Linked DNA regions of Mus musculus: all the other regions are linked to region 5. The links are chromatin contacts, called in public Hi-C, HiChIP or PLAC-seq and promoter capture Hi-C maps. All regions are on one chromosome and are shown on one strand. The core of a region is the stretch at or near the end of the contact, and the rest is flanking DNA. Distances in the headings are between cores, read along the strand shown.

The links. Promoter capture Hi-C pulls out the DNA fragments that hold promoters and counts their contacts. Hi-C and Micro-C count contacts between places; a contact is called where the count stands out from the background. HiChIP or PLAC-seq counts read pairs in DNA pulled down with a chosen protein or histone mark.
Region 1: a contact with region 5 is called in a promoter capture Hi-C map of pre-B cells, with 43 times the contacts expected there. The contact joins the promoter of Mtarc2 here to the promoter of Mia3 in region 5. A contact is called at or near these places in 7 of 39 promoter capture datasets (the 3T3-L1 cell line, the C10 cell line, HPC-7-derived erythroid cells and 3 more), 1 of 15 datasets of contacts at CTCF or cohesin (large pre-B cells), 2 of 484 Hi-C or Micro-C datasets (the N1E-115 cell line and cortical neurons), 13 of 115 datasets of contacts at active chromatin or transcription factors (the 230-238 cell line, bone marrow-derived macrophages, cardiomyocytes and 9 more) and 1 of 9 other capture datasets (liver).
Region 2: an H3K4me3 HiChIP or PLAC-seq map of embryonic forebrain shows a contact between it and region 5, with 6 times the contacts expected there. The contact joins the promoter of Hlx here to the promoter of Mia3 in region 5. A contact is called at or near these places in 5 of 39 promoter capture datasets (the 3T3-L1 cell line, the C10 cell line, hippocampal neurons and 2 more), 1 of 15 datasets of contacts at CTCF or cohesin (large pre-B cells), 5 of 484 Hi-C or Micro-C datasets (Th1 cells, cardiomyocytes, cerebellum and 2 more), 16 of 115 datasets of contacts at active chromatin or transcription factors (acute myeloid leukemia, astrocytes, bone marrow-derived dendritic cells and 12 more) and 2 of 9 other capture datasets (adipose tissue and liver).
Region 3: a promoter capture Hi-C map of liver shows a contact between it and region 5, with 7 times the contacts expected there. The contact joins the promoter of Degs1 here to the promoter of Mia3 in region 5. A contact is called at or near these places in 4 of 39 promoter capture datasets (hippocampal neurons, liver and pre-B cells) and 2 of 115 datasets of contacts at active chromatin or transcription factors (astrocytes and embryonic forebrain).
Region 4: a Hi-C map of CD8 T cells shows a contact between it and region 5, with 7 times the contacts expected there. The contact joins the enhancer-like site here to the promoter of Mia3 in region 5. A contact is called at or near these places in 1 of 39 promoter capture datasets (embryonic stem cells), 2 of 484 Hi-C or Micro-C datasets (CD8 T cells and the G1E-ER4 cell line), 8 of 115 datasets of contacts at active chromatin or transcription factors (embryonic forebrain, embryonic hindbrain, embryonic limb bud and 4 more) and 1 of 9 other capture datasets (adipose tissue).
Region 6: a promoter capture Hi-C map of hippocampal neurons shows a contact between it and region 5, with 17 times the contacts expected there. The contact joins the promoter of Fbxo28 here to the promoter of Mia3 in region 5. A contact is called at or near these places in 8 of 39 promoter capture datasets (the 3T3-L1 cell line, the C10 cell line, hippocampal neurons and 4 more) and 1 of 115 datasets of contacts at active chromatin or transcription factors (pancreatic cancer cells).

Annotation. Positions count from the first base shown.
Region 1 is chr1:184,844,298-184,847,543 of GRCm38.p6, forward strand. Mtarc2 (mitochondrial amidoxime reducing component 2) reads right to left here and starts at 1,611. Exons shown (of 8, transcript NM_133684.4): 1 at 1,249-1,611. The coding sequence starts at 1,520. It overlaps Gm34451 (a long non-coding RNA gene), which reads left to right and starts at 1,550. Exons shown (of 2, transcript XR_865818.3): 1 at 1,550-1,940.
Region 2 is chr1:184,731,240-184,734,544 of GRCm38.p6, forward strand. Hlx (H2.0-like homeobox) reads right to left here and starts at 1,254. Exons shown (of 4, transcript NM_008250.2): 1 at 320-1,254. The coding sequence starts at 902.
Region 3 is chr1:182,281,185-182,284,274 of GRCm38.p6, forward strand. Degs1 (delta(4)-desaturase, sphingolipid 1) reads right to left here and starts at 1,617. Exons shown (of 3, transcript NM_007853.5): 1 at 1,438-1,617. The coding sequence starts at 1,519.
Region 4 is chr1:184,791,696-184,794,801 of GRCm38.p6, forward strand. All of the region lies in intron 6 of Mtarc1 (mitochondrial amidoxime reducing component 1), which reads right to left. Among named protein-coding and RNA genes, the nearest start is that of Gm51725, 12 kb to the left of the region's middle. Within about 2 kb of position 1,621, at least 71 of the 459 cell types and tissues checked have an H3K27ac peak or open chromatin away from gene starts, as enhancers often do. A contact at or near this core is called in CD8 T cells, where this site is marked.
Region 5 is chr1:183,367,951-183,371,000 of GRCm38.p6, forward strand. It overlaps Mia3 (melanoma inhibitory activity 3), which reads right to left and starts at 1,615. Exons shown (of 26, transcript NM_177389.3): 1 at 1,447-1,615. The coding sequence starts at 1,579.
Region 6 is chr1:182,340,139-182,343,094 of GRCm38.p6, forward strand. It overlaps Fbxo28 (F-box protein 28), which reads right to left and starts at 1,468. Exons shown (of 5, transcript NM_175127.2): 1 at 1,185-1,468. The coding sequence starts at 1,451.

The sequences.
Region 1 (3,246 bases), core at 361-2,860, 1.5 Mb after region 5:
AATCCCCTGGGGGGATTCTCCATTCTTGGTGATTTCAATTCATTTGGACAGGGATGGGACTCTCGAGGAATGGTAGTATTTTATTTCATTTTATTTCATTTCAGTATATACACAAGTTTTCATATAGCTCAGGCAGGCCTTGAACCCAAATCTACAGCTTCCCTGGAAGTGACCTTGAACTTCTGATCCTCCTGTGTGGAAATGACTGGCATGTGCCACCATGCCTCCCTTGGATGCTGGAGGATAAAATTCAGGGCTTCACGAACCCTTGGCAAACACTCTCTCCTACCAACGGAGCTATATCCCCAGGCCCTCAGTAAATGATAATTTAAACCCAAACCTCCCAGCATTGCAAACATAGGCCGCCAATGAGGAATGGAAAATCCATGAGCGGAATTCCTGATCTATAAATTTATTCTGTAGCAGAACTAAACTCTTTTTTTTTATTCTAACCTCCTTTATTATTATTTCATACCCGTTTGTGACTAGCTCTCTATCGCCATCTACCACAACCCCTCCCTCGCCCCACCCCCGGCAAACCGTGTAATTCTGCTCCTTACTCGTTCAAGTGGTCACCAGAACTAGAGGGAAGGCCCGATGTTCTTGAAAACGCTCAGCCAATGGCATTTTATATTTCTAGTGTCCTACAGTTAGGAGAGCTGTACGGACAGCTGACAGGGGAGTCTCCCCCCCCCCCCCCACCCCCCAGGGTTCCAGGAATGCTCCAACTCAGTTTTCCAAAACTACTTTAGCCAGAAGCACGGGCTTCGCAGCTAAAGGATCAAAGCTCGACAGCCCAGAGAATTCAGGCAACAAGCCTCAGTTCTGTGAAGCCGAAAGGGGTGGGGGCCGAAATCCAGGCGCTCTGTTTCGCTTTAGAGTAAATTTGCATGTGGTAAAACTAAAATTCTCCTCCCGGAAGGTCTCCCCACAGACATATTTGGGCTTGCAAACTTAGATTTCAACTTGAACACGCTCGTCAATGTGCACCGTGCTGTAACTGCTGTCATCTCTTTCCCATATGTGTGTTTCCCAGAAGCAACAAACCCTTACTTTCTAGGTTTGGGGAGAACACAGCTTGCAGTACGGAACTCCTCTCTCGACTTGCTCCAGGCTCAGGCTCACAAAGTTTGCACTCACCGAGGGGCGCCTGGTTCCAGGTCTCACACTTCCGAGCAAGGATAGGCAAGGCCCCACCTCCCTCGCCCCGGCCCATTCGCGCCCGGTGCAGTGCGGGGCTCGGCGTACCTGTCGCGCACTTTGCCACAGCGCAGCCCCATGTCCGTGCACTCGGTCTCACACACCGACACCCCCTTGCAGGACTTGATCGGGTAGATCCAAACCTTCGACACCGTGCCCACCTGCTGCAGCTGCCGGCGCCGCCGGGGACGCGTGCGACGCCAAGCTACGGTCCCCAGCGCCACCGCAGCCAGCCCCAGCGCGGCGACGCCGAGCCAGGTGGACCGCGGCTGCCCAGGGAGGCCGAGGCGAGCCAGAGCCGTAGAGCTGGAGGAACCCATGTTACACTATCCCGGGCAGGCCTGGGCTACTGGGCCGCGGTGTCGAGGCGGGGCTTAAGGCTCCGGGAGTGTGGGAGGAGCCAGGGTTGGCGCAGCCGCACTGCCTGTCAAACTTATGCTGCTCACGTCCAGATCAGTGTCGGCGGAGCCTGGCCCACGCCCATCGCGGGTGACAGCGTGGGGTGGTCACTTTCATTTTACTTTGTCTCTGTCCGCCTTTAAAGTGATCCCTCCCCCCATGACTCTTCAACCTGCTACACTCATTAACCCTTTTGCTTCTAAAAGGAGCACACTCAATTGTGCAAGAAGCTGCTGCACTGAAATGAAGCAGAATGGAGGAATGTTTCCTGGGGACAACTTTGGGATAGGTCTCCCGAAGATCGCGCAACTCTCTGGAACGCTCGGCTTCCATCTCTGCAGGTAGAGACAAAACTACTGGCGCGGCTTCTGGCAGCGTGACCTGAGGTTACAGGTACACCAGCCAATTAAGACAGCGCAAGGAAGGGAAAGGCTGCCAGAGCTTACCACTTGCTGAGGTCCGAATAGAGGACTCTGGTCGACTTTTCTCAGACAACGATCTAAACGGAATCCAAATGTCAGGCTTTGGCTAAGAGATAGCCCCAAGTTCAAGATCACGGTGGGCTATTGATGGCCAGGACCTGTCTCAGAAGCATCAATGATTAACTCATCAGTTGAAAGCCGCTCAACCCATAAAGGTCCTGGCTGCCAACACTGACATCTCGAATTCAGTCCCTGGGAGCCATGTGATAGAAGGGAGGGAACCATTTCTTGAACAAACAGAGAGAGTGGGAGGGAGAAGGAGAGGGGGACTGGGAAGGGGAGGGGAAGACTGAGACAAGAGACACGAGAGAGGAGAGGGTGGGAGGTGTACATGGAGAGACAGAAAGAGGAGACAGGGGGAGAATAAACGCTAAATAAATAAATGGCGAAATGACTCAGTGGTTAAGAGCACCCAGATGGACTCCCAGTACTTACATAGCAGATCGTATCTGTCTGCAATTCCAGTGCCAAGAGACCCCCACTCTCTCTGCCCCCTGCAGACCCCCACTCTCTCTGCCCCCTGCAGACCCCCACTCTCTCTGCCCCCCGCAGATAGCTGGAACACAGGTGGTACTCAGGCATACATGCGGGCAAAAACATCCACATACTTAAAATAAAAATAAAAATTTTAAAATAGCCAAGGGCTTAGAATGTTGAATTCTGCTGCGTGGACAGTCACCAGAGACGACAGACTTCTGCATGGGAGGAAAGACAGGACAGAGCCCCAACCTCTGTAACTGGCAGAGCAAGTGTGTTTGCTTCTGATAGGTGACACAGACTGAGAGAGCCTACCCATGTAGCACGTGTTCCCCCCCCCCTTCTCTGCCCCTTCACTTTCCCTCTGAAAAGCTCAATGCCTACTAGATCTGAGCTCATCCCCACTACAGACACACACTCTGTCAATAGTTACTTGATGGATAAAACCCAGGCTTCACAGTTTAACTGATGTCTGCCATTATTTTGTAAAAATTTCATTCAAGCAGACTACTGGGATAAGAACAGACTTTCTTACATAGGATGGGAGTTGGTTTATTTTTCAAAGGATGGTTCTTTGCATCAAGACATAATCTGTCCAAGGCCTCTTGAGGAGGCCAATCTGTTGTCCCCTCCAAAGTAGGACTAAGCCACCTGCTGGAGAAGAGGTTTTTTTTTTAAGAAAAACATT
Region 2 (3,305 bases), core at 4-2,503, 1.4 Mb after region 5:
CCCACGCTGAGATTTCCTTGTCAGAAAGATCTAGGTCGTTCTGCAGATATTTCATTCAAAAGATGGATAATACACACTTTTGCAAAACTTTGCAGCAACCAGAGTATGGTCATCCGTTTCTATGCTGTTTAAGCAACACGAAGATATGTTTTTAAACATGGGATAGCTGACTTTTACATGTCACTAAGTTTTCCTTCATTTCGTTTTCTTCGCCCTCATTCTACCGTTCTGTCCTTAAAAATAAACGCACCCCAAATCCTCCTGACATCAGGCCCCTCATGGGTGGTGGTGAGGCCTGAGGCCTTCCAGCGATACGTACCTCTCAGAGTGTTGCCTTCCTTAACTTTTGGGTCAAATTCCGCAGACAAAATTCGATCGATACCAAATTTGAGGTCTTTGCTGGAGGGGGCAGGGGCGGAGCCGCTATGGTGGGGGACCACCCGCGTCCCCGAAGTCGGTGGCTGCAGGGAGACCGCCCGGGGTGGAGGCGGGGGCTGCTGCTGCGGTTGCTGTTGCTGCGTTGGTGATTGCTGCGGGAGATGCTGGTGGAAGGCGGCAGAGAGCGGAGACAGCCGCTGAGGGAAGCCAGCCGGGACTTCTGAGGGCGCCACCACCGGGGTGGGACGGAGCGGGGATCTGGCGGCAGCTTGGAAGGAGGCGTGCGGGTGCACGGAGCCCAAGTGTGCGGTGAGGGCTGCCGAGGCCCCCACCAGTCCCTCTGCAGCGGGCCCCGGCTCCCCGACGCCGGCGTGCAGGATGTCCGCGATGCAGAAAGAGGGTTTCTTGACAGCGGCTGGGTCCAGGGCGAAGGAGCAGCCGCCCGGGCCCGCCGAGGAGCAGTAGGCGGCTGACCAGAGACTAAAGTTGGAAGCATAGAAGGGAGCCAGGCCGGCTGCGAACATCCTGGCAGGATCCCGGCGGGGTCCTGGGTGAGTGGGGAAGTGGGTGGGCGCTCGGGCAGAGGCGGTGTCCCAGCCGAGCCCGAGCTGCTTTCGGTTCTTCGCCCGCCCTGAAGCGGAGGGCCAACCGGGGAGCCCTAGCGCCACCGAGGGACGAGGCGAGGGCCCGATCGCCGCCCGCCACGGCCTGGGCCCCTGGCTTGGCTTGAAAGGCGGCGCGGCGGGCGCGCTCCCCGCCGGGTGGATGGAGGCGATCGCCAGGCGCTGGGGCGACAAGGCGAGCGCGGCCTCGCTCTGCTACTCCGCAGAAGCCGGGGAGACAGGGACCCGACACCGAAAGAAAAACCCAAACAGCTAAGCCCTAAGAGCTAAATTTAAAACAACAATAATGATCCGTTAGTTTAAAAAAAAAAAAAAAAAAAAAAAAGGAAAAAAATTAAAAAAAAAAAAAAAACTCCTCTCTAAAAACTCCCAAAGTTTTGGCAGGAGCTTTCGAGTCAGACCCCGGGTAGGACCTTGATCCGTGCGCTCATTGGACGTCTTCGTGACCAATGGGACTCCGGAGTGGAGGGGAATTGGGAAAGAGGGGGGCGTGGCCGAGCTCGGCCACGCCCTGGCCACGCCAAAGTGTTTTCTGCGGCAGCGTGGGCTAAGCTGAGTACTGAGCGTCTCTGGGAGCCGCTTGGGGGTCGAGACTCCTCGGGCCTCTGGCTCTCCTCTGTCCCCTGCAGCTCGGGGACCCGCCAGCGGCAGAGCCTCGGAGCCGGTCTCCGGAATTTTCCTGGAGCTGCGGAGGAGGGGGATCACTGAGGCTCCCGTACTCTGCTGTAGTACACCCCCAACCTCCACCCCAGCAGACCACGCTGGCGGTCCGCAGGCTGTCCCTTCCGTATTCCGCTCTCATGCGACTTTCCTTCTCTCTGCTTTTACCCAGGTGCTTTTATCACAAGTCCTAGGTAAAGGCCCCATCCTCTCAGCGCCCCTACAGCCCAGAATCCCGACCCAAGTCTACTGTAATCCGCTGGTTTCTCAGCTCACCAGAGCTGCTCCAAGAAGCCAGGAGGAGGGCAGACCACAAATTAGTTTTATTCGGAGCTGTCATTCCAGTGACAACTTGAAAGAGTGACTTTTCAAACAAAAATAAGATAGATGGCTCCAAACGTCTCCCTTAGAAACAGCCAAACTTTTACCCTGAGCCTCGGAACCAACAAGGAGTGCAGCCCCAGAAGAGCGGCACGCGTGTCCCCTCTCTGCACCTTGTAGGAAGTGCTACCCTCCGCGGCCACCACATCCCCTGGTCACGTGAGGTCCTATGTTTTGCAAGTGCCAGGGAGCGGTTGCCTTTGAGATTAAATACCTACTTTTAATTCGGCTGCAGTTTTTCCAGGATCCGCTTTGGCCTGTTGGAGGGAGGCACTGTCCGAGCCTCCACAGCCAGCGCCTTCCATTCTTGCTAGGGTCTTTAGAACTCAGCCTAGGTGCACTGGGAATTTTCTGTCGCATCAACATCTCTATTTTAAGAATTCGTTCTCTTTTAAATTATAGTCAGAGTGGATTTCCCCGCCCCTCTCCCAAACAGACCACAGGCCACCTAGATGAACGGTTGTTGCACATTTCAGGAAGAAAATAAAATAATGACAATAACGAAACCACCAAATCTTTTGTTTTCGATTGTCCAAGTAAGTGTCTCCGGAATGATATTCCAAGGCAGGCTTATTTCCCCTCAGCAATAAGATACCAAAAACTGGAAGCCGTGAGGGAACTGCCAGGCTACTATCAGCTCAGGATTGGCGTGAGCTCTTGGATTAATGTCTAACAGCTTCGTGTCCTTGGTCGCCGGTATTGTCATCATTAGCGGACGCCTTTTTCCTCGAAAGCAATCGATGGCTAATCAATCACAGGCTATGATGTCCCAGTATCAGGGACAGGGGTACTAACTATATCAAGGAATGGAGGGGTATAGACAGTTGAGGGCAATGGTGCCTGGGACGAGAGGGGCCGGAAATCCTGTCTAGCAGGGAGCAGAGGGTGGACTTGTGACAAGTACAGAGGCCACCGGAGGTGAGTTTTGGGCTAAAGTTCTGGTGATGCGGTGAGAGACCTGTTCATTAACTTCACTGGGTATTAGAGAAAGCAAGTCACTACTAGCCTAGGGAGAGAGTATCTAGGCTGCCTGTCTCTGTTGCCGGTCTTTTCTAACAGCCTTGTAATTCAGTTGCGATTCCAGTTTAACCTCAAGACGTCCAGACAGCGAAGCGGTCTATAGCCAAGTCCCAGCTCAAAATGACGCTTCGCCCAGAGGCCTGCATCTTCTCCTCCTCCCCTAGAAATAAGGCTCCCCGCCCCTTTCCCCTCTTTGCTCTGTTTGAGTCGGCTGAACCGGAGTTGTGTGTGTAGAACAGGAGT
Region 3 (3,090 bases), core at 367-2,866, 1.1 Mb before region 5:
GCACTGAAAGCAGGCCCCAAAGGACGTTTCCATTTGCCCCCCAGCTTCCAGGCTGACATGAGGGGGATCAGCTTTTTTCCTTCAAACCCCTCTGGCATGATTTCACCAGACACCTCCCCCTTCCCCCCTCCCCACACACCCAAAAGCACCGGTGAGCACCGATAAGCCAGCAGCCAAAGGCCTCCCTCCCTCCCTGGAGCAGCAGACATTTATCACCGTAATGAGGCAGAGGCAATGACTATACGGAAACCCCAGAGCCCAAAGCACCTGACAGCACAGCTGGTGATAATGACTGAGGCTCACTCAATTTAAGTTCCAGGTCAGAAGTCAGGGGTGCAGCTCAATGGTAGAGAACTTACTAGCACCAGGGATCCCCTGAACGTGAATTCCACTAGAAAAATAAAGTCCATTTGAACGGCAGCTAGTCACTCTGATTTGCGAAACAAGTAATGTCTAAGTTTAGCAACTACTGCAGAAACCAGGGCCTCGCCGCCCCCTCCCCCATTAGGCAAATATTTTTAAGAAAGAGTGTGAAAATGGTGGATATGAGGCAGTTCCTCATATTAAAAGGCCTTTCATTGATTCTCTCAATTAAATCAAAACAAACAAACTAAAACAACTTTCTATATCTAGCACCAAGAAAAGAAAAAAGGCAGACTCTTTGGCTGCAGTCTAATTATGAAGATGTTGGAATCTTCTTAAACATTACTTCATCTTTTAAAATGCCGGCTCAGGCAAAGTACTGGAAAGGAAAAATTGAACTGGTTCATATATGCAAAGCTCATACCCAACAATTTGTCCTTATTCTTAAGAGCAGCCTACGTGGGATAAGAGACCTCTCTATCTCACGTGGAAACCCCCCCTCCGCCCCCCATACTCTCCTAAATCAGGCCTAGCCTGTCCTAAGGTCCGGGAGGCTAAGCTGCGCGCCTTTCCTATGCAGCCGGTCCCGCAGATCACTGGAATAAAAACTCACAGGAGCCATCCGGTCTGGGAAGCCTAGGGTCACCCGAACCTGGTCCCCCGCTAGGCCTGCAGCTGACTGGACCACGTGATTGAGGCTCCCGGGGCCGGGGATGCCCCTGGACCACGCCCTGAGCCAAGCAGGCGTCCGGGCTCGAGCCTACCGCTCCACCAGGAGCGGGGGTCACCCTCGACTGTCGGAGCAGGAGGGGCGAGTCCGGATCGCCCTACCTGGGGACCCTCAGCTCACAGGCCGGCGGAGGCCTCCAACACATGACCATCGAAGGGCTAGCAGCGAGCGGCGGCGCGCTGATCCCTCATCCCTCGGTTCTCCCGCCCGCCCGGAGCCCGCGCCGGCGGCCAAGCAGCGGAGCGGCTGGAAGGGGCCGCGGAGGCCGCGCTCGCACGGCGCGCACGGGAGGCCGCTCAGGGCCCGCACGCGGCCACGCGCACATAACGGGGTCCAGTCTTCACCTAAGATCTCCTTGCGCCGGGCGGCGTGGGGCTGGTCCGTGTAGACCCATTCGAACTCCTCTCGGGACACGCGGCTACCCATGGCTGCGGCCTGTGGACCCGCTCTGCCTCCGGCTCGTGTCCGGACGGCGGCAGCTCGAGGCCCGGCTCTAGTCGATAAGCCGCGGGGACGCGGGCAGAGGCGGGGCCTCAGGCCACGCCCCGCAATGACCACGCCCCTCGTGGGAGGCGATGGGCGGGACCTGGGTCGGCAGCCAAGAACCTTGTAGGCTCACGAAGCCTGGGAAAAGGTGAAAAGAGAAGGAAAGATTTGCGGCTGGATAAGGCTCTCGCTTTAGCGCCTCAGTGGGTGGAGTACATGGGGTGGCTACCTCTCCTTGAGTTCGGAAGATCACTGGCTTTGATTAAGTGGCAACGAGCCCATATTTCGCTTAACTTTTAATAGCAAATTATCTGTCGAGCCCTGTTTGGTTGCCTTCTGGAACTAAAACCTCCAGAGATTTGGAGTGTGTGGCAACTAAAATCTAATTTTTAAAAAAGTTTTTTTTTTCTCTTTGCTTTTCTCTCCCCTCTCTCCCGTCTTCGCCCCTCCTCACCCCTCCCGCCCCATATGTTTGCTTTTGTTTCTTGAAGTAGGTTCTCACTACCTAGCCTAGGTTATCCTCCAGCCGGTGGGCCTGCCCTTGCCTCCCAGTGGAATTTCAGACTTGTCTGAACAATGCAGTAAAGAAAAGGGAAGGGAGAGATGGGGTGGAGTTGGTGGTTCTGATGTTTCCCTACACTAATGGTTGCTCAATCATGCATCTTCCCGTGTCACAGAAGTGATCACCCGCAACTTCCTGTGGGAGGCAGGGGAGATTTGATTTCAAAATGCCTATCATTTCTTCACTTACGAGGTTTAGGGATTAGAGGTGTGGCACAGAGTTGGAGCACGGGCCGAGCAGGTGGATGGACTAAGAGCCCTGGCTTCTCCGTGGAGCCTGGAAGTGAAAGGAACTGCTAATTAAGATTAAGATTACAGGATTAGGGATTAGCAGACCAGATGACTTTCCTAAAGAAGCCAAGTGGTCATGAGTATAAATCAGACACAGACACACACCACTGCACATGCATACCACAACGGGAGAGGTGGGGACACAGAGAGACAGACATCCAAGTCTGACAAGTCTTGGAAGTACAACTGCTCATGTATAGAAAACTACAAACTACAGAGGAATCTGCTAAACTATGGGATACCATCAGCAAGATCTCACTGTAGGAAACGATATGGGAATTTTGTGTTCTCTAATAAAGGAGAAAAAAAAAACCAACAAATTAACAGGGACTTAAAGGATAAACTAGCCAGCTGTGATGTATCAGTCTTATTTATTCTGAAGGGTTAAAATGATGTGATGTTATTTAAAGATCTATCTATCTGGGTGCAGTTGCTTTCAGAGGCCAGAAAAGGGTGTCAGATCCCTTGGAGCTGAGTTACATGCCGTTGAAAGACACCCCACCTTCCATGGGTGCTGGAAACTGAACTCTGCAAGAGCAGTAGGAACTCTTCAAATACGGAACCATCTCTCTAGCCCCTGATGTGATGCTATTTAATTAAAGTATCATCTGGGTAGGTGAAGGTATTAAGAAATTCTTGCCGGGCATGTTAGCCCAGTT
Region 4 (3,106 bases), core at 371-2,870, 1.4 Mb after region 5:
TATAGCACCATAATTACATAGATGTGTGAGGTTGTCAAAGAACATATTAAATTAGAATTTGAGATAATGTATCACTTTGTAGCTCAGAATGACCTGGAACTTAACTATGTAGACCAGGATAACCTCAAATTGTGCCAGTCCTCTGGCCTCAGCCTCCAAGTAGCTGCCACCATACTGAGCAATAAATTACATTTCCACCCCCACCCCCCCCAAAAAGACTCATGTATTTCATTTTGGTGCATCTAAAAATGCAATTACTCTGATCAGTAAGAGTCCCTAAGAGATGTTATTTATCCTAAACAGAGGTCCCTGGACTGGACATTGTAGCTCAGGGGTACAGCACACATGTTTGAGCCTCTGGGTTTCCTCCCAGCACTGAAAACAACCATCAACAAACAACTCTTCCTCCTGCCAGACGTCTCCATCCTTACATGATGGTGTGAGCCGAGTCCATTGTAAAGTGCTGTACACGAGTGAGGAGCAGGTGTGAGTCACACTGCCTTCTGTGCTCACACCAGTGACCTGGCTTGACCACAGGCAAGGTCCCTAGCCACTCCCCATGTGGAGATCCCAGAGCGATGGGCAGCCTTAGGTCCACCTCTCTTCGGAGGCCTCACTGTCCACCTTCAGGGCTGGGTTCTGAGTTAGGCATCATGTGGCAGCTCCCAAAGGGTTGACACATGGACACTGTCCCCACTCTGGGCTACCAATGGGGTTGGGTTAAGTGTCACTGAAAGCAGCTAGCCTTAAGAATAGAAAGTTCTGGGGGCTGGTGAGAGCAGTGGTTAAGAGCACTGACTGCTTTTCCTGGAGGTCATGAGTTCAAATCCCAGCAACCACATGGTGGCTCACAACCACCTATAATGAGAGACAAACAAACAAACAAACAAACCAAAAAGCCCCTATTGGCAGGAGCAAGTGGGGGCCAAAGCAAAGGGAAGTGGGGGAATAGAAAGTTCTTCTGACTTCTCTTACTCTCAAGTGTCAAATAGATACAGCAAGATGTGGAGGGGCTTGTTTGCTGGGGCCTGTGGTCAGGACCTGGTCACCTATTGAAAAATGATACAAGTTGCTTTATTCCAGCTATGTGAAATCCTCTTACAAAAAAGAAAACAAAACAACAAACAATCAAACCAAAAAAAAAAAAAACCCACAAAAAAGCAGGGGCTAGAGAAACGGTTCAGCATTTAAGAGCAATAGCTGCTCTTCCAGGAAACCCAGGTTCAATTCACAGCACGCCATGGAAGGTCCCAACTGTCTGTAACTGCAGTTCCGGGGGGATCCGTAACACCAGGCATGCATGTGGTGGTGTGGGGGATCCGTAACACCAGGCATGCGTGTGGTGTGCGTATATATGCGTTCAGGCAATACCCATACACATAAAAATATTAAATAAATAGATCTTTACATAAAACAAAACAAAACAAAACCCCCTGAAACCTCAAGATCCCAAGCATGCTAGGACAGAACTCGGTGACAGAACGCTCTTAGCCTATCCAGCATCAGTCCTTCGCTGGACTAATCCTCTACCGCTTTGTCTCGCTTGCCCCGCTGGGTACAGTCGGTCAGGCAGGTGGGTGAGAGCTCAGCTGCCCTGCCTAGCACAGTCAGTGCAAAGCAGCGCCATCTCCCGGACATCAGCAAGTTGCCGCCGGAGGGCTGCGTGCTCATGTGGTTTATACCCGTGCACCCGGAACTCTCCTACTCGATTTATGACCACCTGTCCCGGGAAGGGCGTAAATCACTATGTCCGTGGCACTTTAAATCTCAGGGAGAGATAGGAGAAGACACCTAGGCCGGTAGCACTGTCTCCCTGGTTATTAGAAGCAATTAGGGCCCGACTGCTGGGCTTAGAGAAGCCTGCAGAAGATCAGGAGGTGAGTACAGGCCCCTGTGATCACTCCCACGCTGTGATCACCCCCACGCTGCCGCTTCCTGCCCTTACTCTGTGTTTTGGGTCCATTACTCTTTCTACAAACATAGCCTCCCAAGGGAGGGGCTCTGACAGCGCAGAGAACCAGCCGCAGTACCCAGAGTGCTTTGAGGAAGAGATGGGTCTGCAACTGTGTGAGCCTTTCAAGACTAGAGAGAAAGGAAGTCTGAGATCCCGCAGTGTGTGAGGGAGAGATCAAAGGTGACAGCCAGCTCCTGAGTCTTTTATCTGACCTACACGTAGACTCATCTAAGTTTTCCTCATCTCCTATTTTATGAGGATCAGAGCCATGTCTAGTGATATATATAGTCCAAGCTACCCAGGAGACTGAGACAGGAGAATCAGAAGTTCAAGGCTTACCAAGTTCAAAGCCAACCTGAACGTCCTAGGGGAACCCTGCCTCAAAACAAAAAGTAATGGCTGCTTTAGAGCACTTGCTGCTCTGGCAGAGATCCGACCGAGTTACGTTCCTGGCTTCCACGAGGCGACTCACAACTGTCTACAACTATAGCTCCGGCCGGTGGTGGCGGCGGCGCACTCCTTTAATCCCAGCACTTGGGAAGCAGAGGCAGGAGGATTTCTGAGTTCAGGGCCAGCCTGGTCTACAAAGTGAGTTCCAGGACAGCCAGGGCTATACAGAGAAACTCTGTCTCGTAAAACCAAAAAAACAAAAACAAAAACAAAATACAACTATAGCTCCAGGGGATCTGATGCCCTCTTCTGGCCTATGTGGGGACCATACACATACAAGCTACACACACACACACACACACACACACACACAGAGGGGGAGAGGGAGAGGGAGAGGGAGAGGGAGAGGGAGAGGGAGAGGGAGAGGGAGAGGGAGAGGGAGAGGGAGAGGGAGAGGGAGAAGGAGAAGGAGAAGGAGAAGGAGAAGGAGAAGGAGAAGGAGAAGAAGAAGAAGAAGAAGAAGAAGAAGAAGAAGAAGAAGAAGAAGAAGAAGAAGAAGAAGAAGAAGAAAAAGAAGAAGAAATAAGTAAAAATGATGGCTGGAGACAGAGCTTAGGGTAGAAGCTTGCCAAGCATCATGAGGTCCTGGATTCAATCCCTAGAACCTAAAACCAGAACAGATTGAGGGCCTGGCCTAAGGAGACTTGCTGACAGTAACAACACTGCAATTGCTGGGTCTCTTCCCACTGTCCAGCCTGCCTG
Region 5 (3,050 bases), core at 365-2,864:
GGGCCACTCCTCAAGTTACACTATAACCCGGAACTCTTCCAACCCTGAGCCCCAGTTCTGAGGCAGCATCAGTGATACGGACCTCCCACGCTTTGAGGAACTCAGGTAGGACAGTGCCTGACAGCAAAGAACAGAAGACGCTTGACAGCAGTCAATGACCAAATGGTAGTAGGGCACCAAATGGTAGTAGGGCATGAAAGGGAGAAGTCGCCGTGGTGCCTTTACCTTCGTGGTTGCTTTACCTTCGCTGTTTATTTACAGTGGCCCTGGGTTACAGCTAGGACCTAGAATCTCAGCGACATAAATTACAGGCGCCCCTTTTTTTTCTTTAATGGTATTGGAGTAAACCATTCAAGTTATGCATTTTGCTTTTTCCTTTTTTTTTTCATAACACCAATTGAAATACAAATGGCTAACCTGCACTCTTCTTAGTCTTTTAGAATGAATACTTTTCTGAATGGACTGCTGTGATTTGTGAAGGACATCGTCAGTGAGTTACAGTTTCTGGAAACCAACCTAAAAACAGTATTATTCTGGGTAGGAGTAAGTCCCAGCAACATAGGGAACTAAGGAAAGGGCTGGACGGGTTCCTGAGACCCTTGGAGTATTTATTATCACCGTTACAGTAGTAGCCCTCTTCTAATCCTAACCTTCCCCATGGCCCACCTCCAACCCTGGCACCTCCAACCTAGGACTAGGGCGCGACTGCGCACAGAGAAGGCGGCTGCGGTTCTCAGGTAGTGACAGGTGCAGTAACTTGGCTGGTTAAAGAACGAAAGATTTTGACCTTCCCGCAGCCCTGCTTGGGAGCTGGCAAAAGGCTTCTATGCAAAAGAGCGACGGGACTGAAGGAGAAAACCGGGGAGACCACAGAATGCACTGCTTGCTTGGCCTCGGGATTCATCCCAAACCTAAACTCCAGTTCCTCTGGTTCCAAAGATGATGTGAGCTGGTCCCAATGCAGCCAAGAGGGCAGCGCCGAGGTGCCTTCTGGAGGAACCCCGCCGTCAATCGGCCGCTAGGATTGCGCCCCAGATCTCTAAGCGCGTGGATCTCGGTCTTGAGTGGACCCAGGTCCCCGCGGCCGGCGTTAAAACGCTCTTGGCTGCAGCATGGGGCGCCCAGGATGCGGGGGCGAGCCACCCCATCACCCTGGGAGCCCAAGGGGAGTGCGGGGATAAGGAAGCAGAGAGCAGCACCCTGGAAACCCGGCTGGGTCTGCGGCGCCCCCCGGCAGGGTCAGAGGAGCAGAGAGCAAATCCGGCAACAAGTGGTAGGCACGGCCTCTATGGCAGGGCTAGCCGGGCGATAGCCGAGTAAAGCGTACCAGCGCGGGCTCCGCGGGCCTGCGACCCCCTAGGCCAGGTGCCGGCTGTGGGACTCCGACCCGCGCAGCCACCGCAGCCACCCGGGAACCGGCCGCCCGCCCCGCCACCCCGGACTCACTGCTGCACTCTTCGTCCCCGCACACTTTGAGGTCCGAGAAACGCCGTCCGTGGCTGAGATCCGACTGGCCCGGGACCCACCAGAGCGCCCCCAGCACGAACAGCCAGAAGAGCAGCCCCGGCGCCGCAGCCATGTTGTGGCCACCGCGGGCCCGGGTGACGCGGAGGCCGCCGGCGGGCGGTGTCGGGGGCGGGGCAGGAGCGGGCGGTGCCGGGGGAGGCGCCCAAGAGGCGGGCTGCTGCGAGTGACACGTCAGCAAGGGCTCAGCAAGGGATGCGCGGTGACTTGGAGGAGGCCTTGGCGTCCCTCCCGAACTGCTACCTTGACGACCGTCAGAGGCACCTTCCCCTCGCCCAATCGCAAGCCTCGACTCGGGCGCCTTCACAGACGACCCTCCGCGTCACCAGGTTCGTCACTCCGCATCTCAGCGCCATCCCAACAGGTTTTTCGTCTTCCTCCTACAGCTTCGGATTTCTGGTCCATGCTAAACAGCCATCTCTCTCCATCACTTCTTCCAACTACCGCTTTTAGTTCTGAACCGCCAAGTCCCACACAGGACTGGACACAGTGTGTAACTGATCCATGCACAACCCCCGACCCTAACACACACACTTCAAACTCCATGGGGTTCTTTGGGACCTCCATGGCTCTCTTTTAGTTCAGTGGAGTAGTGGGTGAGACAGTAAATTAGAAAGTGTCATCCTTTAAGGAGAGGGGTGGTGGACAGTGATCCTCTGCCCACGATCTTCAGATTCCTGTCGCTGTCCATAAAGGACATAAGAACATAAAGTCATTTAGTCTAGCACCAACGTGTTCAGCTTCCATCTCCTTTGACAGAACTGTAGGCCAGACCCACTCCGTGGCACACCCGAATGCCCTCATGTTGCCAATAGCTACTGTCTCAATGTTCTCCTTAAGCTTCCTTATAACTCCGTATTTCCAAGTAACATGCAATGGCTTTACCACAGACTGCCCTGTCTCTCTGTCCCTTTATCCTGTTTCCTGGCTTTCTTCCCCTCTTCTGTTAGGTTCACTCAAATAGAGCAGCCCACTCCTCCCACCCCTCAAATAACTCTATAGGAGCTATTGTTTATGTGGTGCTGGAGTCTGGGCGTGCTCACCGACAGTGCTGAGCTACATCCCCACTCTAACTTGTTTTGTTTCCGCTTGTTCTTCATTGCCTAGGGAGGTACCCGGGTCTTGTGATGTGCTCAACAACAATCTGCTGCATGAACCACAGTCCCGATGTAAACACACACACACACACACACACACACACACACACAGACTCCATGGAGTTCTTTCAGACCTCTAGTGCTCTCCCCACAGCAGCATCCTCAACACCAAATCTGCAGATACGTTTATTGTTAGATGGGGACATATCTGTCAGAGCGACTACATTCTCACCCCACTGTTTCCTGTTGTTCTGGGTGCCACCGGGGTATGAAAGCACACCAAAGTAATTTAAACGTCTTCTTATGTCTACAGAATAGAATTAAATAACATTCCATTGGTAGAAAAAGACGGATAAAATAGCATGAGATATTGATTTAAATATACTTTTACATACAGGGCCAATGTTCCTATTACTGAAGAATAGTACG
Region 6 (2,956 bases), core at 218-2,717, 1.0 Mb before region 5:
ATTTTCCATTCCACAGAGTGTGGGGAAACACACACAAAACCTGCCCCGGAGTTTGAATGAATGACTGCAAGCTGTTTTTAAAGATGATTTCCTTTGAAACACAATACTGGTCAATTTAGAGATGGAAGAATAGGGCTAAAATATGGCATAGCGATGAATAAGTAACCGCCACACACAGCACATTCAGAAAGATGTCTTTGTCCTTTTATCAACAATCCCGAGCACATTTAAGTGACTACATCAAACCAGCTCACAACCACTTCAAAATGTCCACCTCCTCCAATTTCCTAACCACCTAAGGGGAAATACCCCGGTAGGAAGTGAGATATCTTCCTGAACCAAGTAATTCATCAAATCTTCGGTCAAACCTCAGGGATGTAGTAAAATTCCAATGGCAATTTTTTTTCTTTTTAAATTTTGGCTAGGACAATGTGTTATTTTTAGGGTATAATAAGTAAACCACTCCGACTGCAGGAGGGTGGGCTTGAAGCACATTTGAAAAAAAAAAGCAAACAAGCGGGAGGGGGTAATAGCTTGACAAGGGGACAAGTTGCTTCGCTATAGTAAGGAGTGTCAGGGAGGCAAAGCCAGTCAGGTCATCATCTCCCAGGGCTCTACTTTAGTGAGCAACTAAGGCTCTGGGGTTTTAAACGCACAACACAACTGCAATCTTAGAACCGCAACTGGGGCTCAAGGGGGAGCGGGGGGGGGTGGGGGGGGGACAGCCAAACCCCCTTCATCCTTTTCAAGCAGAAAGCCTGGGTTGGAGGGACAATACACACTATTCTTGCAACACAACCCAAGCCTGGCTGGGATCCTCTGCCCACTTGGGAGTGAACTCCAGAGCCCGAGCGGGCAGTCGAGGCAGGCGCCTGCCCCTTCGGGAGTCCCTGTCGCCGGTCCAGCCGGGCGGAGGGCACCAAGCCCCGCTCCGTTACTTCTCGCAGGCGGGCGCGTCCCGGGCTAGGGGCGAGGAGACCCTCGGGGCGGGGCGAGGCGCAGAGCGGAGCCTCGCCCGCCCGGCGGTCGCGATGCCAGCGCGGCAGCAGCAAGCACCCCGCCGGCCGTCGCCAGCGCCACTTCCCGGCTGCCGGGGACGCGCGCGCTCCGTGTCCCGAGCCGGCGGGGCTCCCTCCCCAGGAACGCGCCGCCCTCGCCGGTCCTCCCCAGGCCTCGGCCCTCACCAGGCGGAGCTGGCTAATTTCGTCGTAGGACATAAAGCTGAGGATGTTCTCGATGGCTACGATGGGCAGCGCCACCAGTGTGTTGTTTTGGGGCAGGTGGTCCGGTGCCAGCGCGGGCGCGGCGGGTGCCTGGGACCCGGGCGGCGGGGCCTGCGACGGGGGCGCCGGGGGCTGTCGCTGAGCGGAGCCGGCAGCCGAACAGGAGCCGCCGTCGCCGTGGCCGCCGCCTCCTTCCTCAGCCATCCGCTCCTCAGACGCCGCCGCCATCTTGGGAGTTTGATTCCTTCCTCCAATGTAAGGGGATCGGGACACTTCCTGTGCGTCACTTCCTCCTCCTGGGGGGGGGGGAGCTTAAGGAGAGGGAGGAGCTCGTGGGATGACAGCTGGAAAGAGAGGCGAGCTTTCGGTGCGTCCATCGGAAAGGAGGGAAGATAGTGCACACTTCAAGAGAGGTGGTCGTTGTAGCTCTTTAAAATCGGAGACTGCCTTGTTAGAGTGGAAACGAGCAAGGATTCCGCAAACCCTAAGAAAGGCGGTCGTCATAGTCCCTTTCATCTGATAAAAGGAACGACAATGGAGCAGTTTTCTTTAAAAGCAACTCGCCAAAGGATGATAAAAACCATATCACCTTCATAAGTTTAGACGGAAATTTGTATTTAGATCAGCATCTCCCAAGAGTCACAGTGATAATTGCAGCATATAAAAAGGAATAAAACACCGCTAGTTTAAAACTACAAGACAACAGGTAAACCCTGAAAGCACATTAATGAAATAAAAACACAGAGTCACACACCATACGACTACTTTTATGTGAAATGCCCTATGTAGGCAGGTCCATAGAGTCAGGGGCGAGAGAGAGAGAGAGAGAGAGAGAGCACAAGCGAGCTTACAACACTTGGTGCACTTCCAGAAGACCCGAGTTTGGTTTCCAGCACTAACACTGGCCTTTGGTTTCCAGCACCAACACTGGCCTTTGGTTTCCAGCACCAACAACTGGCTGGTTTACAACTGCTTAACTGAAACAGAGTGGATTCGTGGTTGGTGGAAGTTGGGAATAAGGGAAGTGTGGAAGACAACAGACAGTTAATGGGTGCATTGTTTCTCACTGGAGGAATAGCCAGTGCTCTTAACCTCTAAGCCATCTCTCCAGTACCTGAATTGTGTGCTTAAAAAAAAAAAAAAAAAAAAGACTTTTATTCTCTGTGAATCAATTTAGGTGAGAACCAATGAAAAGATGCTAAAACCAGAAGACAAGCCTGTGGTAAGGTGTAGCACGTAGTCTCAAAATAACCCACTTCTCATGTAATGCATTAATCACAAAATAAGAAAGGTATGATACAGAAATTCAGGGAACAGGCTTATAATCACATGATTAGGAGTACCACCACAAGTTGTGGGAGGAAAGATCATCACGTGCCTCTTACTAGGACGCCCCATAGGTGACCCAGCATAATGTAGTATTATTTCATGCATAAAAATACACACTCTGCATCTGAAGTAAACAAAGTCAGGTTGGACTTGGTGGTGGTTTGGGTAAGATTGTTTCCTACAAGTTCAGATATTTGAACACTCAGTTCTGAGTTGGCCTTGCGCTTTGGGGTTTCTTTGGGAGGTGGGGCCTAGCTGAAGGAGGCGTGTCACTAGTAGACAGTGATTGCTTATAGTCCCACTCAACTTCCAGTTTGCTCTCTGGTGGTTTGTGCTGGAGGGTGAAGATGTGGTCTCTCAGCTTCCAGCTCCTCCCGCCATGCTTGCCACTTCATGCTGTGTCT